Regions from separate parts of the Sus scrofa genome. Here region 2 is linked to region 1. A link is a contact called in public HiChIP or PLAC-seq data. All regions are on one chromosome and are shown on one strand. The core of a region is the stretch at or near the end of the contact, and the rest is flanking DNA. Distances in the headings are between cores, read along the strand shown.

Region 1 (2,803 bases), core at 117-2,616:
ATTATATAAGCGAATCTTCTTATACTTGAGTAAATATTATAAACTGAAACGGGCACACAATCTTATAAAAGACTCTCTGTATTTCTATTAAATCTACCAAAGGAAAACGAATAGAAAGGTGCAAAGCTACCGAGCATTAAGAAATGCAACTTAGCAAATGAGGGATATAAAGAGAAAGACGCTCCCTCCAAATCAGAATGTCTAAAAGAGGAGGCACATTTTCCCCACTCTAAGTAGAAAGGTAAGTGGCTGAGAAGTGGGGAAAGAACATTCCTTAAATTCGCCCGGGGGAGAGACTTACCCAGGCTTCTAAGGGCAGCAGCGAGATCTGAGGGTTCCCATTCCCTTGAATTAAGAAAACAGGTTTCTCCCAACACTGAAGAGGTGAAGGTACCGAGCCCTTCTCGTAAGCCACATTGAGAGGTTCTCCCCACGAACAGACTAGGTCCCCTCAGACCCCACAGGACTCCGAGGGGCAAGGGAGCGCTCGACTCGGTCCACAGCTAGTGCCACGGACCCGGAGAGGCGGGCAGAGCGGGCGCGCCGAGAAAACACCGAAGGCCACAACTCGGCCTCGACTCCCTCAGCCCTCCGAGAGCGGCAGCGGTGCAAAAGCAGGCGGGCGCATGCGAGAGGCCGGAGGAAGACCGAGCGAGGAAGGCGTCGGACCGGTTCCCAGCCTCCGCCAAACAACACCCCCCCCCCTTGAGCAGCCAAGGCTAAGCCACCCACCCCCTCCCCACAACCGCCACCTCCGCTCCACCCGGGCCGAGTCAATACCTAGAGGGGCCTCCCAGCACCGTCCTTCCCTCTCTCTCCTTGCTCTCCCGCCACCCCCCGCCCCCGCCCGTGGGCAGCCTCACACCTCGCGCCGCCAACGCCGCTCCCGACCCCTCAAACCTCAACGCCGACACAGACACCCCCTCCTCCCCAGACCCCGGCGCGGACCACAGAAGACGGTGTTACCTTCTGCCACACCAGAGGTGCCCCTGGCCTGGGGGTGCCGCTGCGCTCGATCCCGGGAGGAGGTTTTCGGTACTTTGAATAATCCCCTTTTGCCGCTTTTCCCTCCCCCACAACCAGTCTCAGTCCCAAAATGGCGCCGACCCGATCCGCAATGTTCTGGGCCAAGTCTCGCGAGATCGTGGAAGGTGGCGAGGCGGGGAAGGAACCGGAGGGGCTGAGGAGAAGGGAGGGGAAAGGCGGGGCGAGGAGAAGGAGGAGGGAAATAGGGTATGGAAGAAGCGGTGCTAACGAACCTACTGGGCGGGGCAGCAGGAGGAGCGCCTCTACCAGAGAACCTTCTGGCCCAAGCAACCGCTCACGCCCCGGCCAAAGAAGCTCCGCCCTCTACGTCGAGCGGCTGAGGGAGGGTGCAGAGGGCGTGGTTATGGCTAGGGGCGGGGCTTCACGGAGGTCCCGGAGGCAGGGGCGCGCGGGGGGCGGTGGCTCCGCACGGTGACGTCAGGAGCAGCTGGAGTCGGGGATTACCCCCTGCTGCTGACGTGAAGACTATGAACAATCGGGAACGTTCGGTGGAAGGGGGAATTCCCCGTTGCTCCCAAAGGAGCCCCTCCTTCCGCCCTTCCCCCGGTCCTGGGCGTCCCGGGAGCTTAAGACCTTGGGCCGCCGGGAAGGCGAAAGGGAAAGGCTGCTTCGGGAGGCGGCTGCACGGGCTCGAGTAGAGCGCGCCGCGGCGTTCTTCCGGGCTCCACGCTCGGAGGAGCGGCTGAGCGAGACGCGTCGGGTACCGAGCTGGGGCCTGGCGGATGGGGAGATCACATGCTCGCTTGTACACAGCCCTGCGCAGGCGGGCACCGGCTGGGTTGGCGCTGGTCTGTTCCGGCGCCCTCAAGCAGCCGATCCACTATCGAATGCAAATACGAGAGTGTGTCGGACATAATATATATGCGGGAGGTCGGTGACGAGACTCTCTCGTTGGGGCTAAGCCCAGATTCTCAAAGGATTAAAAATGGCTACGGGATGTAATCATGCTAACGTATGTTTTTCTATTAAATCTGCAATAGGGGAGAATTATTTTAGCAAGGTCTCGGTCCCATACAGCTTACACGATTTTGTGCTATGAAGTTTGTGGGCGTCAACGTTTTATGATTGCGATACCTTTTCGCCTTGTAACTGAAAGCTCATTTTGAAACCTGTGAAATTAGCCTTCCAAGAGGAAGTTTAGGAGTATGTGGGGGGAGGGTGTCTTGAGGGAAAATCCAGAAAATAAAAAATGCTTGGCTCTTCGCCCTCTTCCAAACCACAAAGGCTTCATACACGGAAACTTTATGATTCTTTTATATTCATTATGGGGTTTGTAGTTCAATGGACTGCCTCTAAAAGCTCCCTGAAAGAATGTGTGAATACAAACTCACCAAAAATTACACTTCTCAATCTTTTCGTCTTTGCGAAGGACATGGACCCTTGGCAATCAATAATATCTCGCTGTGTGCAAAGAAATGAGAACACTTGCTGGATGCCTTGTCTGTGCCAAGCACTTTCTTATATCAGTCTCTGAAGTGAGTGTTATTTTCCCCATTTTGCAGATGAGGAATCTGGTTCAGGTTACACAACATAGAAGTGGGAGCCACAACTAGGCTGTGCCAGACTTGAACTTCAGTCCGTTTGGGTCTTAATTTACGTTCTTTCCACCGTTCCACATTGCTTCCGTTGAAGTGACATGTATTGGGACAAGACCTGCTTCTGCTCCTGTTTCTAAGCATGATGTCAATTCAAAAAACTAAAGAAAATACTGATCACTTGAAAACAAATTTTTGCCTTCCTTATGGCAAAAGACAAA
Region 2 (2,803 bases), core at 136-2,635, 43 kb before region 1:
TCTTTATAAAAAAAAAAAAAAAAAAAAAACAGTTTTGTGGCACAGCAGAAATGAATCTGACTAGGAAGCATGAGGTTGAGGGTTCGATCCCTGGCATTGCTCAGTGGGTTAAGGATCCAGCGTTGCCTTGAGCTGTGGTATAGATCGAAGATGACGCTCAGATCTGGCATTGCAGTGGCTGGGGTGTAGGCTGGAGGCTACAGCTCTGATTGGACTCCTAGCCTGGAACCTCCATATGCTGTGGGTACAGCCCTAAAAAGCAAAAAAAAAAAAAAAAAAAAAAAAAAACACCAGAAAGTTTTCTAGAATTCTCTCATGGTGCAGCAGGTTAATGATCTGGCATTGTCGCTGCAGCAGCTGAGGGTCAATCCCTGGGCCCAGGAACTTCCACATGCCATTGGCATGGCCAAAACAAACAAACAAACAAAAAAAAGTTTTACAATTTTCTGATTCCTGGAGTATCTGAATCAGTAGTTAACAAAAACTACACAGTAAATAAGACGTTTCAATGAACTCTGAATTTTCTGATGCTCTCTTAGCCTGAAGTTTAATAAGCACACATTTTTCTTTCTCTTTCTTTGCTTTGCTTTTTAGGGCCCCACCGACAGCATATGGAAGTTACTGGGCTGGGGGCTGAATCGGAGCTGAAGTGCTGGCCTATACCACAGCCATAGCCACGTAGGGTCCGAGCCACGTCTTCAACACACACAAGCTCACGGCAAACACCAGATCCTTAACCCACTGAGTGAGGGCAGGGATCGAACCTGCATCCTCATAGATACTAGTTGGGTTGAAATTTCCAATAAGCACACATTTTCAATGTAAACCCACACTGCTTACATTATTGAAGGAGTAATTACGATGTTACTTTTTTTTTTTCTTTTAGGGTAGCTCCTGAGGCACATGGAAGTTCTCAGACTAGGGGTAGACTAGGGGTCAAATTGGAGCCACAGCTGCCTGCCTACAACACAGCCACAACAATGCAGGATCCGAGCTGCATCTGCAACCTACACCGCAGCTCAAAGCAACACCAAATCCTTAACCCACTGAGTGAGACCAAGGATCAAACCCACATTCTTATGAATACTAGTCAGGTTCTTAACCCACTGAGCCACAATGGGAACTCCCAATGTTGCTTTTCAAACTGTAGGTCAGGACTCATTATGAAGGATGATGAAATCAGTAACAATTTGCATTTTTTATTGTAATAAAAATGAACAGAAGAGAAGGAAGACTGCAAGTATAGGAGTACTATTTTAGTTATATCTATGTCCATATAAAAACATTATGTAAAATTTACCTCCTCCTGGGCCCCAATCAACAGTTCAAAAGCCAATGCCCTATTTCACAAGACATGCCCTATTTCACAAGACATGAACAACCACATGCAGTTTAAAATTTCACCACATGATGGGGCTAAAATTCTGCACTCCTCAGAAAACGATCCAGATTCAGTGCTGAAAACATTGTTACCCTTAATGCAAGTCTTCATATTATCTCTTCAAACAACAAATAAAAGACACTAAATTGAAACAGAGAACAAATAGTAATTAATGTCTGTCCCATTTACTCCAGGTAAGATTAAAAGGGCTTGGCAGGAAACAAGAGGTTCATTATAAATGAGAATCTATGAATAGCAATTTTAAGGGATGAAAAGATAAGACAGACAGTATAAGTCATTACTAAAGGTGTGTGTGTTTGTCAAAACCACTTTGGGTAAGGTCTAAGGAGACAGTTTCAAATACTGCTAGTTAAGAGTTCAAACTCACACTGTTTTCTGGAGGTAACTTAGACTAATTGATAAATAACAGGCAATCCCCAAGTCTCAATATCATCATCTTCATTCATGAGGGCCTTTATCAAGTGTTTGGTTCTAGAAAACAGTAGGGATTTCACCATACATACTAGCAGTCAATCTTAACCTCAGATTAACATCTGGATGAAGACAAGAATTATTCTTAAACTTTTAATGTGGTAGCTAACTTTCCAGGTGCTGATAATTTTCACTGATAAGCTTAAAAATAAAAACAAGTGTAGGAGTTCCTCTGTGGCTCAGCAGGTTAAGGACCTGGCTCTGGTCACTGTTGTGGCCTGGGTTCTATCCCTGGCCGGTGAACTTCCACATGCCAGCAGATGCAGCCAAAGATAAACAAATTAAAAAGTCTTAAATTCACTTCAGAAAAAATGAATAATGAAAATTAGAAAACTGAGTAGCAGGAAATTCATATGAATCCAGAGTCTGAAGTAGGCCTGGGAAAAAAATGAACCTAGGAAAAGCATAGATGAGAGCAGCTGGGGGAGCAGAGGAAGGAGGACAAACAACAAAGTAACAAATTCCAGAGACCTAAACTTAAGAGGAAAGGGGACAAACAGAGCCTGTAACTAAGAAGCAATCTCAGCTGCTTCTCAGTAGGAGTCGGCATATGATCACATTTTAGTCTATGAAATGAAATGTTTAATCATTTTATAAAATTCCAAAATGAGTCCTATGGAAAGAATACAGAAGATAATATGCATCCTAGATTCTACTCTAGCATCACACAAATTACATGAACAGGCAAGTCAATTAATCTTCCAGAGAATTCATCTGTACAAAATAAAGTCAGCTCACATGGTCATTAAGAGCCATTTTCAAATATTCAAATTCCTTTGTTGAAAATTTTGTCACTCCAATACAGCTTTTTAATATCATATTGGCCAGATTTACTGTAAATCCTTGCTGGGGAACAACGTTCCAAATTATAAAATTGTTCCCCTAAAAGCTGTTTTAACACACTGGTTTATAAGAAATGCCTGTACCCTT

What was found. HiChIP or PLAC-seq counts read pairs in DNA pulled down with a chosen protein or histone mark.
Region 2: an H3K27ac HiChIP or PLAC-seq map of alveolar macrophages shows a contact between it and region 1. The contact joins the enhancer-like site here to the promoter of GPBP1 in region 1. A contact is called at or near these places in 1 of 5 promoter capture datasets (liver), 11 of 47 Hi-C or Micro-C datasets (alveolar macrophages, blood, brain and 5 more) and 2 of 2 datasets of contacts at active chromatin or transcription factors (alveolar macrophages and skeletal muscle).

What each region holds. Positions count from the first base shown.
Region 1 is chr16:36,215,798-36,218,600 of Sscrofa11.1, reverse strand. It overlaps GPBP1 (vasculin), which reads right to left and starts at 1,366. Exons shown (of 13, transcript XM_005672465.3): 1 at 967-1,366.
Region 2 is chr16:36,259,048-36,261,850 of Sscrofa11.1, reverse strand. The region is part of intron 3 of GPBP1 (vasculin); the gene reads right to left. Among named protein-coding and RNA genes, the nearest start is that of GPBP1, 43 kb to the right of the region's middle. Within about 2 kb of position 1,385, at least 5 of the 83 cell types and tissues checked have an H3K27ac peak or open chromatin away from gene starts, as enhancers often do. A contact at or near this core is called in alveolar macrophages and liver, where this site is marked.